3 separate regions of the Zea mays genome follow, and all the other regions are linked to region 1. Evidence: chromatin contacts called from public Hi-C data. All regions are on one chromosome and are shown on one strand. Each heading gives the region's core, a stretch centred on a gene start, on an enhancer-like site or on the middle of the called end of the contact. The rest is flanking DNA. Distances are from core to core; before and after follow the strand shown.

Region 1 (4,349 bases), core at 13-2,512:
CTAGTTGATAGCAGCCTTGGAGGTTAGACTGAGATTTTTTTAAGCGGCAGTAACGGAGTAGTATCCAACTTTTGCATATTATGCAGGTAAGGCTTGGCGTAGAGCCTACCGTCTGTAATCGGAAGGTCCCAGGTTCGAGCCCTACCCTCTGCATATTATGCGGGTAAGCCTTGGCACTTAAAGATACCCTTCCCCATACCCCGCATAGTACGGGAAGCCTAGGGCACTGGGTACGCCCCAGTGGCCTGGCAGATAGTTTTGGCGAAGTCCAGAAATTCACAGGTTCTTGATGCTCCAGAAAATTCATGGATCTTGCTCCCAAATATGAATTTTTGGGTGCTTCAGATTTCATGGAGCTAGTGTGTTTGGATATAAAAAGCAAGATTTGGAACTATTTTATCTAGAGCTATATAGTTTGTATCCAAAACAATCCCATATTGCTGACAAACTAAAATAGCAGTGAACTTTGGTTGCAAACGAGGTTTCAGATACATGCTAATTACCAATCCGTTACAACCGGTAGAGGCCTTGACCTTGCATTGTCGATTAGCTATCTTCAACTGCTGCAGTGTAAACAGGAGAAGACAGGCGGGAGGGCAGCACGGGCACCGTTCGGAGCTCGACACGTTGTTGTCCTCGTCGGCGATGCCTCAGCCTCACAGCTGTCGTGCCTTGCACCCGCACCGCTGCGGCTCGGCTGGACAGCCGACGGTCCAGGCCTCCAGGGTGAGTCGCCGAGGACGGCAGCACCGCCGCACCAGCGTGCAGCAGATCGACGTCGTTCCCCAGCATGGCGACACCAGCGGCCTACGGATGTTGCTCTCGGAATGGTCGTGGCCCCGCACCAGCTCCACCTTCTCCAGCGGCTAGAACTGGCAGAAGAATTCTGCGATGTCAGGCTTCCTCGCCCACAGCAGCAGGTTCCCCACGAACACCTTACCCTTCTGCCGGAAGTCCTCCGGCGGCGGCGACGAAGGAGGAGGCGAGGGCGGAGGCTCCTCGGTCGTCTCCAGCGTAGGAGGCGGCGGGGGCAGCTTGCTCGTTGGCCATAGGCTGGAGGCGAGTGGGTTCGCGTGAGGAGGAGGCAAGGGCGTAGATGGGCGGCAGAGGGGTTGAAGGGCCTGCGAGGAGGCGAGGCATGTGTAAGCGGAAGTGGGGAACACGGACGCAAGCGCTCGCTCAGCTGAATCAAAGGAAGAAGTCGGGTCCGAGAGTGTGGGCTCACGCGGCCACGTGTCGTACACGCGGTGGTCGATGAACGCGTGAAGTGCGGGCAACGCTTGAAACCGGGTGAGGTTTTAATAGAAGAGATGCTAAATTTCTCCCCGCCCTGTACATGCATACGGTGTATATATGACTGACAGGTGGCCTATGATGGCATTGCTGCGCTGCCTATATCGCTGCCCTTCTCATGTATCTATACATGTCCAAACCGGTGGGCCGTGCGGCGCTGCCTTCTAGTCAGCCTTCAGCTGCAGACATGGGAATGGGAGTGTGACAGCACCACGCCATGGCCACCGCCGCCGGCGATGTTGAGAACCCCCACGTTCCTCCTCAGGCATAGAACAACATTGCATCCACTATATACATGATAGTGCAGATGGAGTCGGAATCTTGTTTCTTTGATATGTATGCATGCCTTCTGAAAGAGATCATCGTTTTGCGTTGTATTTTATTGTGCATGTACATTCTCCGAAGCCGTTTTTTCTATACCATTACATCCACAAGTTTAAACTTTGTAAAACACACTCAACAAAAGGCACCAAGACTTAGCATATCATCAAAATCAACGGTTTAAATCGCTGGATAACTCCCCTCTCTCCCTTACTCAAATCCAATGGCCAATATTATTTGAATCATGTCTCATCCCTCCCCCGCGATCCCACCGCTCCCTGCCTCCCCCTCGACCTCGCCACCCCCTCCTCCCCCTCGCTCTACCGTCGTCGGTCCCTCCCTCGCGTCATTGGACCTCCCCCTGACCCCAACATCCCCTCCCCCTTACTCGCATCGCTATCGGCAACTACCCTTGCACCGTCACCGCCATCGAGCCCTCCCCCTCCCTTTTCCGGGATCGTAGTATTAGCACGAGTTATAATTATAAGAAAACTAGTATAATGCATGTGCGTTGCTGTTAGATTGGAAACTCCAACCCTAATCTGGGTTTGGGAGATGTATATTAATATAGAGGTAGTTGAGCCTAGGCCCATTACATAGACACCATCACCACCCATTACACAGTAGCTCTAACACCCCTAGTCGAAACTCTAACCACGACAGATGTTGAGATTAGACCAGAAATCCTTGAACACAGTAGCCTAGGGAGATATATATATATATATATATATAGTTTGTACATTTGGAGCCCTGGTCTTCCAATAACTAGAGGAAGCATTGGCTCAACGGTTCAGCCGCACCAGGTTCGGGCGGCTATAAAAACACCCGGTCGCTAGGGATTAGGTTTTAGTGTGGGTGGCGGTTCCCTCGGGCGAGCGAGCGGCGGCGGCGGTTTCCTCGGGCGTGCGAGTGGTGGCGATCCCGGGGGCCAGCGGCGGTGGCGCGCCGAGGCGGGCGACCGGCAGCGGCACTCCCCCAGGATCGAGCGACGGCGACGCTCCTGAGGCGGGCAGGCAAGCGCTGACGACGCTTCTGAACCCGACGAGATTATATTTTACGGACGAAATAAAGCATTGAAAAATCAAATTTTTGTTTACATACATACCATTCCATTTCCTTTCAACTCAAATTCTTGCCATCCTAAATTTATGCGAATGCAATAGGAAACATATTTTGTACACAGTGCACCATAGTGCATAAATACCTTCGACGTGTAGCATAATTAACCTCAGTGTATATCATAAACTGGTTCTAATGAGCCTAGATGCATGGTTGTTGGAGAGATCATATATTTGTGGAGGAAATTAAGCATTTAAATCAGATTTTTTGTTTCCATGCATGTCAATCTATTTTTCTCTCAACGCACATTATTGTCATCCTAAATTTGTGCACATGCAGCAGGAAACTGATTTTTACGCAGCGTACTGTATTGCATAAATACCTACACTGTGTAGCATAGTTAGTAGTAGTATATTTCATAAAATGTTTCTAACGAGTCTAGCTGCATGACTGTTATAGAGATTTAATATTTATGGATGGAATAAAACATTCAAATCTGATTTTTTTGTTTCCATGCATGCCGCAATTAACAGATACACTTCCTAATTTCTCGCGCACGCAAATGGATACAAATTGCGCACATTCAAAGAATGGACGCATGCGGGGTGGGCTAGCAGCCAAGATGTAGTGGTACATGGCTGGCTAGGGCTTCCTGTATCCTATGAAAGCCCAGGGCTCCTAATAGCCTCACCCTATATATATACACGATTCTCTTCTAGTTTTATATACAATTGAGCATGAGCAGTTTGTAGTATGTAGTTTACCTGAGAGAGGGACCTTGTTACACTATATACATGATAGTGCAGATGGAGTCTGAATCTTGTTTCTCTGATATATATGCATGCCTTCTAAAAGAGATCATCCTCTGGCGTTGTATTTTATTGTGCATGTACATTCTCCGAAGCCGTTTTTTCTATACCACTACATCCACCGGTTTAAACTTTGCAAAACTCACTCAACAATTGCACCCAGACTTAACACACCATCAAAACCAACGGTTCGGATCGCTGGATAACTCCTCTCTCCCTTACTCACCCAAATCCAATGATCAATATTATTTAAATCATCTATCATCCCTCCCATGGGATCCCACCGCTCCCTACCTCCCCCTCGACCTGACGATCCCCCTCCTCCTCCCCTCACTCACAATGACGCCGTCGGTCCCACCCCGCATCATCGGCCCTCCCTTGTGACCCCAACATCCCCTCCCCTCACTCGTGCCGCCGTCGGCAACTCCCCTTGCGCCGTCACCTCTATCGACCCCTCCTCTTCCCCTTTCCAGGATCGTAGCATTAGCACGAGTTATAATTATAAGAAAACTAGTATAATGCATGTGCATTGTTGTTAGATTGGAAACCCCAACCCATAATCTGGGTTAGGAGTTATATATTAATACAAAGGTAGTTGGGCCTAGGCTCATTACATAAACAGCACCACAACCCATTACACAGTAGCTCTAACACCCCTAGTCGAAACTCTAGCCACAACAAAAGTTGAGACTGGACCGAAATCCTCAAACATGGACATAGGGAGGCCCTTGGCGAAGACGTCGGTGAACTAAGAAGTAGTTGGCACATGAAGAAGTCGCACATCACCGATGGTGACACGCTCGCAGACAAAGTGGAGGTTGAACTCGACATGCTTCGCGCGCTGGTGCTGGAATGGGTTGTTGGAGA
Region 2 (4,328 bases), core at 1,181-3,680, 310 kb before region 1:
AATACTATAATTTGCAATTGTCATGACAATACCATAGTTTTGGTCAACTCCAAAAATACCATGGCTTTGAAAAATATTGTTTGGATACAACATTGTAAACCATGGTATTAGGCAAAAGCTAGCCATGCCATGAAAACTTTGGATTGGAGTGGAGTTTCCAATACTCCAAAAATACCATGGTATGGTTTTGAAAACATAGATTTCAGAAATGCAATCAGACACCTTATAGCATAAAATACTATGGTATTACAAAAAATCATGGTATTTCCTAGAAACTATAAAATACTTTACTTCCAAACATGCCCTAAATTCACAAAGTTAAAAAAACATCCAGTCAAAAAAACAAAGTTAAAAAACAGGGAGCAAAACCACAATTTTAATACAAAACAGGGGTATGAATGCAAGAGTCCCAATTCTGTATTGTATATGGATGGAAACCTTGTCCAAGTTTACATCCAAATGTGCAAGACCTACCGCCATCTGGATTGTGCACAAAGAATCATCAATGTTTTGGTGTAAGCTATACCAAGCCCACAAGACAAGACTGGGCTATGTAAACCCAACCAGCCCAAATAGGAGGGATACTATACTAAAACCCTAACCAGGAATCAAATTCAGAAAAATAAAGAAGGTAAGCGCTCCTGTTCTTTTCCGTAGTTGCCCCCTTCAGAATTGGGAGTAATTATCTACTTCTTGTGTTCTTGGGCATCCTTGTGATGCAGCAGTTTGTCTGCCTTGCCTCGTTCCGTATACATTGATCACACATATACTTGGCACAAATTCCTTTTATCACAGTTTATTGTCCCACAGATGTAGCCTGTTTGAGCCATCAATTCGCCAGTTTACATGGATCAATGATATCCACGGTCCTAAGACGAGAAGATCAGGCATGCACCCATGTCATAACTACTGTGTTTGAACCTCTACATTATATAGATTAAGTCACTCTGGTTGTGTGTGCACACTAAAGGTGAGCACTGAGCAATACCAATGAATATCTTGGGTAAATCCCAGTATAAGGAAGAACAATATATAAATTTACACACACAAAACTCTGGCTTCGGATACTTAACAGTTAAGGCACAAACACTTGTCAAATTTCACTGGTTCCAACTTATTGCAGACAAGTTCAGTGAATTTTAGATGCTATAATAGGGCCATGAAAGAAATAGAAATGTGATAGGTGGAATGTAAATAAAAAAGCATAGGAGCAACCATTTTAAAAATGGTACTTCCAGGATTTCAATGGAATTTCCGAATGAGCTAGTATTGTATAAATTGTCACCTAAAGTGTTCCCCGTTATTCAACTTTTGATGTATTGGTGCAGATACTTAATTTTCCGCCACAAAATAAACCTTGAGCGCATGCATACATTGCGGACTAAGGAATAGCATTTTTTAGTGACTGGCAACATAAAAAAGAAGACTGCAGCTAACCAAGGGCAGAGGAGAAAGGAAATTAAGTGCTTACGTGGGGCTCAAATTTGCGAGCTTTCTGACAAGGACGGCTCCTCCAGTTGGAGATACGATGGGAGCCATGGCTTCTTCCCCTTTGGTCTGACACACGTAGGTGAGCTTGCCATGGAAGAAATTTTTGAATATCACATCAGTTAGCTGCGTGCTGCTGATCTGGCCCACATTATATTTCTGCTTGGATACGGATGCAGAGAAGAGAAATGCATGTATAAGAAAAGAGTTCAAGAAAAAATGTTATAACATGATGACGTGAAAATGGGGGGAAAATGTGGTGTTGTGTTTGCAGTCTCGACCTCTATTCCTGAGCAGACAATAAAAAATCAGTCCACGTTGTGCTATTATTCCATAGTTGTTGCTGCTGCAGGCATAACACGCGTAGCGGTAGCGTTATTTGATTGATGTAATTTTCCATATAGTCCAGCTAAGCTAGTGTACAAGTACAACAGTGTTGTGGTGAAGGGCAAATGGATTGAACAGTGTGGTAGAATCGACGAGTGTACAGACTCAAAGGTAGATAGAGGGAATTAATTACAGAGCAAGATGTGCTGCTACTAGGGTCCTTGGATCTTGAGAGAGGGTGGAGTAGGATTTAGAAGAAACATGGGGCTGGGGAATAGATGGATAGGTGCAGCACCTTCAACGAGAGGGAGATGCAGTAATCAAACTTGTGTGCGGCATAGCGGAACCAAGTCGAGAGCGAAACCATCCTCCCAAACCCCTGCTTGCCGCCTGCTCTGCTCTTCCACGCCCTCCTCCAGGAGCGCACGCACTGATACCCCACCCCTCTCTGTTTGGGGAGGGAGCTCCTCCTGCCCGCTGGCCGCCGCTGGTGCTCCACGCAGTCCGCAAGCAGAGGAGAGAGCGGGGAGCGGCGGCGGCGGAATGAAACTACAAAGAGGAGGCGGCGGCCGTCGCGCAAAGAGGACCTATGATGTTTTCCCCCTTACTCCTTTCCGCAGGCACAGTCCGTCCGTCCACTGCATAGGGGAAGTATTCCGTAGGCGGGCTTCTATAACCTAACCAATTCTTTGTGGGCTGGAAAATGGATAGGCTGGGCCTCTTTCATTCAAAACTATCCTTTTCTTTTTTTTCTTTTTGGCTTATGAGTGAAATTACTTAGAATATATATTGTAGCCATAGGTAGGCTAGTGTATAGTACCGAATTTTTTTGTATTTTGGCGCTTTTTTGGAAAAAAAATCATATTTAGACTAAAAAATTTTAATCTCGTTTTTGGACCTTTTGCTCGGCGACATAGACTATGGCGCCGAGATACGTGTTGTGTCGGCACAACCCGGACGACGTGGCGTCGACGTGGCACCGAGCTCGGTGCCACAGATCTTGGCGCCGAGCTCAGTTGTGTTATTAACAGTTTTGTTGGGAACACATAAGCACAAAGCTTGTCTAGCTTAGTTGGTAGAGCGCAATGCTTTTAACCTTGTGGTGTTGGTTCAAGCCCACAGTTTGCGTTCTCAATACTTTTTGTCCTGGTCATTGATTTGTTTTTTTTTTGTTTATGTCCCTGATTTGTCCGTCCAGATTTAAATCTTACCTAGATTTTTTTTTGTATTTGTTACTAATTTGTTTTTTTGTTTATGTCGCTGATGTGTCCGTCTAGATTTATTTCTCATCCAATTTTTTTTGCTTATGTCACTTAGTACCTGCACACAAAACCTTTTTACTTGTGCTCTAGGAAATGTAAAGAGATTAATTGTATAGATGTGCTTCTATGTCCTAACTTCATTATTCAAGCAAACATACACTTGGGAAGCTCACTCGAATCCGAGCAGTTTCACCTTGCCAAGGAAGTGGCACAGTTTTACCTTGCTATAATCATCTTGATATTTGGATGAGTAGTGATAAAGACAAAAAAATCTGGATGAGAAATAAATCTGTACGGATACATCAGCGACTTAAACAAAAAAAATTCAGTGACAAAGACAAAAAAAAGTATTGAAACACAAAATATGAGGCTTGAAAACCTAGGACCACAAGGTTACGAGTCTTGCACTCTACCAACTAAGCTAGACAAGCTTTGTGCTTACATCTTTCCAACATAACTCTTGATAACACAATCGAACTCGGCGCCAAGATCTGTGGCGTCGAGCTCGGGCCACGTCGGTGCCACGACGTCTGGTTTGTGCCAGCGCAGCGCGTACATCGGCGCCATAGGCTATGGCGCCGAGCAAAGGGTCAAAAAATGACATTAAAATTTTCTAGGGTCCAAACGTGATTTTTTCCGAAAAAGAGCCAAAATGAAAAAAAAATCATGTATAGTACTACCTGAAAGTCCTAGAGGGGGGTGAATAGGCGTAATCTGAAATTTACAACTTTAAACACACACTACAAGTCGGGGTTAGCGTTAGAACTAAAATCAAGTCCCGGAGAGAGAGGAAAACAAATCAAATGGAAATCAAGCGAATGAAGACGGTGATTTGTTTTACCGAGGTTCGGTTCCAAAGAACCTAGTCCCCGTTGAGGAGGTCACAAAGACCGGGTCTATTTCAACCCTTTCCCTCTCTCAAACGGTCACTTAGACCGAGTGATCCTTTCCCTTAATCAATCGGGTCACTAAGACCCCGCAAGGATTACCACACTCTTAGGTGTCTCTTGCTTTGATTACAAGTCACTTGAGAACAAGAATGAGAAAGAAGAAAGGCAATCCAAGAGGCAAGAGCTCAAAAGAAAACGAAATCACTCTCTCACAAGTCACTAAGTATTTGAGGTGAATTTGGGACTTGGAGAGGCTTTGATCTTTTGAATTGTGTCTAGGAGTGAATGCTAGAGCTCTTGTATTGAATGTGATGTTCATAAATCTTGGATGCTTGGAGTTGTGGTGGTTGAGGGTATTTAT
Region 3 (3,918 bases), core at 1,144-3,643, 450 kb after region 1:
CTCAGTCACAGGCTCTTCTACACGCCACAATACAAACAAGCACAGTATATAGAGAAAATTAACATCACACCAAACATGTAAACAAAATACATAATAATAATCTACACATTAAAATAAAATCCTAGGAATAGGAATCATAAATTTTGGAGTTATAGATTTTAAGATATGAATTTCCAAAGGTTTTATGTGCTTAAAATAGGGTTAAGCGAGAAATTAATTTCCTTACTGTTTTCATGTCAAAACAGAGACTCTAAGTGATAGAAAATAATATTACAAAAATTTAGAAAGTGGAATAGGTTAATTTGGAGTTCATATGAATTTTCTATTAATTATACAATTCCTAGCATTTATTTTCATATTAAATATTCAATTTCTAATTCATTGATACAATTTAAATAGGCACGGGACTGGGCCTCATTTTCTAGAAAGTCTAGGGTTTAATACAGAAAAGTGCCAAGACACAGCGCACTGTGTAATAGGACGGCGAGTTGTTTTTGATAAAGCCGAGGGGCTGATCTGCATTTTGGCCGGGCCGAACGGGTACGGGCGAAACTGAGCCGCCCGATCAGACATTGAGGGCCCAGATTAGATCCAGGTTTCGCATGAACCAGTACGCAACGCAGGCCTTCGGATCCAAGATCCATGGCCAGGAAACACACACAGCTCTCTCCCATCCGATCCCGATCAGACGACCCTGGCGCATTAGGCCGAAACGTTAACTCGCGCTAACTGTAGCCGTCGATCATAGATCACACGGCCCAAGGGTCGTCCCCTACCTCCCACTACCGGCCCGACGGCGTGTAAGACCGCACAGCGGCGCTTCGCCCGCCGCGCCCGCCACCCATGGCGCAGCACCCCAAAATCCGATCCGAAGAATGTTATACGCAGCGGAGATTAGGGCGAATAGAGTGGGGGCAGACTCACCACGGATGACGCGCAGAGGAGCACCACTCGCGGCACAAGGCGGATCCACCACGCAGGACCAACACCGGCGCGAAATTGCCCGCGGCTAGAGCTCCTAGCTGTGCGACGATGCCACGGACACCACCCACGTATCGAGGCGAAGCTCCCTGACCACCGACAGAGGCGAAACCGGCGACCGGAATGCGAATCCACGATGGCGGCGGCGGCTCGGACGAGTTCGCAATGGCAACAGCGGCGGTGGAAACTAGCTACGCGGCGGAGTCGTACAACGTGGACGCGGGATTAGATTAGGGCGCACGGCGTAGACGACTCAGGGCTAAATACTCTGAGGCAGAGTCGCAGCGGCCCGACCGAAATGGGCGGCGCGACGAGGTCAGCCATGCGAAGGATCTCGGCTTCTTTTACACGAAGTCCGCGGGGAGGAGGCTTCCGCCAGGGCGGCCCCACCAGTCATTGATAAGCGCCGCGCGACCAGGAGACTAGGACAGCGCGAGTGAGACGACCATGTGGGCCCCGCACGATCGGGTGGCTGCGCGTGAGGAATGAAGGAGATTGGGCTGCGCAGGAGTAAAAGGGGAGATGGGCCGAATTGTAGTTCAGGGCCCACGCGCGGTTTTCCCCATTTATTCTTTTTCTTTTATATTTTGTTTTGTTTTTCCTTTTGAGTTTGGAATTCAAAATTCAAAATTCAAACTTACACTATGGTAAAGCTCCCTCAGATTAAGGGTACAATTTTGCATATACTATTATTTTATTTATAATATTTATTTTTGTCTATATATTTTCTTCTTTTTTCCAAATTTCTTGAATTTTCCTTTAGGTCTTAAATTCTATTTTGAACTTTGATATATCTCTTTTCACATGATTTTTTATCTTATGTCACAAAATGCACACCACATAAAATTTCAGCATGATGCACAATTTATTGGAGTGTCTCTTGTTAATTATTTATTTGTGTAAGGTGTTCACATGAAATGATAGATTGAGATGACACACATATATATAAAAGAAAACACTTTTCCCCTTTTATATGATCTCTTACAAATTAGGTGTTACAAGTCTCTTTGCATCAGTGTTGACATCTTCTAGTGCATTGCGAGACAACTGTAGGAGTCGATCTCGGTACTCGCTGACGGACATGGTGTTCATGATTTGTTTTTTCTATTTTTTTTTTACTAATTGCTAATTCATGACTGGTACATATTGAAGCCAAACCTTCGTTTAATTAGTATTTGTTGTTTAGTAAAATAATATATTCTGTTAATTAAGTTGGTATATTAGAAAGGATGAGATATCGATGATGGAGACGATGAAATATAGGAGACGAAATCTTTTAAAGCGTGTCGCATTCGGTAAAATTTTCGTCGAGTATTTTTTAGACTTTGCCGAGTGCTTGCAAAACAACTATTTTCGGTAGTGCATAAACGATAATGAATATTATTTAGGAGAGTGGAGAACCTGTTAGAAACAGCCTAAAGTGCGTTTCGCGCTTTCCTGGATGCCTCCATGGCTTTACGCGGTGGATGGCATCGATTCGTCTATGCTTTGGTAATATAATAATATTATATATACAATTATTAGAGCACCAGGTACCTTAGCACGGCAATCATCTACACTCACACTGGCCCCTCTCATGTCCTGAGCAGCGGCTAGCTAGCTCCACGGCTTCGTCGCCATGGATCTTGTGGCCGGCGCCGTGGGCAGCATCATCCGCAAGCTCGGCGAGCTGCTCCTGGCTGAGTACCAGCTGCAGGCGTGCCTGCCGGAGGAAATCGAGTCTCTGAAAAATGAGCTCGAGAGCGCGCACGTGGCTCTCCGCACCGTGGCGGAGGTGCCGCCGGAGCATCTTGATCAACAGGTCCAGCTCTGGGCTCGCGAGGTCAGGGAGGCGTCGTACGACATGGAGGACATCCTCGATACCTTCCTCGTCAACGACGCACCGGCTGAGAAAAAGGATGGCCTCGGCAAACGTCGTCGTCTTGGTCGTCGTCTCCTGGACAATATAGCTGGCGCCATGGAAAAGATGAGGAAGCTGTTCAAAAAGAGCAAGGAGTGTCACACCATAGCTGGCGCCATAGAGAAGATGAAGGAACGGCTCCGGGAGGTGGCTGACCGCCGCGACAGGTACGCCGTTCCGGTGGCAGCGCCTGCGCCGGCGAGGACGCTGGATCCTCGCCTCGCATACATGCACAGGGAAGCGGCACAGCTGGTCGGCATGGACAGGTCCAAGGCTGAGGTCATGGCCATGCTTCTGCCGCTGCCGTCGTCCCGCTGCCCCGAGGACGACATCGACGTCTCTGCCAGTGGCGGTGACAAGATGAAGATAGTTTCTGTGGTCGGAGCTGGTGGCCTGGGAAAGACCACTCTTGCCAAGGCCGTCTACGACGAGCTCAAACCGCGATATGACTATGAAGCGTTTGTTTCGGTTGGCCGGAAACCTGACCTGGTGCAAGTCTTTACCAGCATCTTCTTCCGTCTCGACGTACATAAGCACGAGGCCATTCGTGAAGTAAAGGACCTACAGCTGTTGACCGACGGACTACGAACATTTCTACAAGACAAGAGGTATACACATACATGAATTATTTAGTAGCCAGCCACGAAATGATTTATGGCCTCTCTATAATTTCTCTGCTTCGCGCGTCTTGTTCATAGAAAGAAAATATTGTCTTCATAAATTAGATAACAATTATTCTAAAGGATTATTTTAAACAATGTTAATACTACAATTAATAAATCATCTTCTATTAGTTAATTTCAGTGCTATCTTTACGCATGGTAGGTACTTGATCGTTATCGACGACGTTTGGGATACAGAATCTTGGGAAACAATCAAATTAGCTTTTGATCAGAAGAATAAGCAGAGTAGGGTAATCACAACCACTCGCAACCGACAAGTAGCTTCCAGCGAGAAGGTTTACGAGCTACATCCGCTCCCTCATGACAGCTCGAAGAAGCTATTTTATATGAGGCTGTTTGGGGGTGAGGACAAAT

The links. A called contact is a pair of places that touch in the nucleus more often than the background predicts.
Region 2: a contact with region 1 is called in a Hi-C map of ear, with 2.1 times the contacts expected there. The contact joins the promoter of LOC100193542 here to the promoter of LOC103646884 in region 1. A contact is called at or near these places in 2 of 25 Hi-C or Micro-C datasets (ear and tassel).
Region 3: a contact with region 1 is called in a Hi-C map of ear, with 2.2 times the contacts expected there. The contact joins the promoter of LOC103646882 here to the promoter of LOC103646884 in region 1. A contact is called at or near these places in 2 of 25 Hi-C or Micro-C datasets (ear and leaf).

Annotation. Positions count from the first base shown.
Region 1 is chr2:117,147,570-117,151,918 of Zm-B73-REFERENCE-NAM-5.0, reverse strand. It overlaps LOC103646884, which reads right to left and starts at 1,262. Exons shown (of 2, transcript XM_008671512.3): 1 at 941-1,262; 2 at 296-872. The coding sequence starts at 1,140. The coding sequence ends at 557.
Region 2 is chr2:117,454,736-117,459,063 of Zm-B73-REFERENCE-NAM-5.0, reverse strand. It overlaps LOC100193542, which reads right to left and starts at 2,430. Exons shown (of 5, transcript NM_001138653.1): 1 at 2,111-2,430; 2 at 1,472-1,647. The coding sequence starts at 2,182.
Region 3 is chr2:116,695,274-116,699,191 of Zm-B73-REFERENCE-NAM-5.0, reverse strand. It overlaps LOC103646882 (disease resistance protein PIK6-NP), which reads left to right and starts at 2,393. Exons shown (of 2, transcript XM_008671510.3): 1 at 2,393-3,489; 2 at 3,707-3,918. The coding sequence starts at 2,600.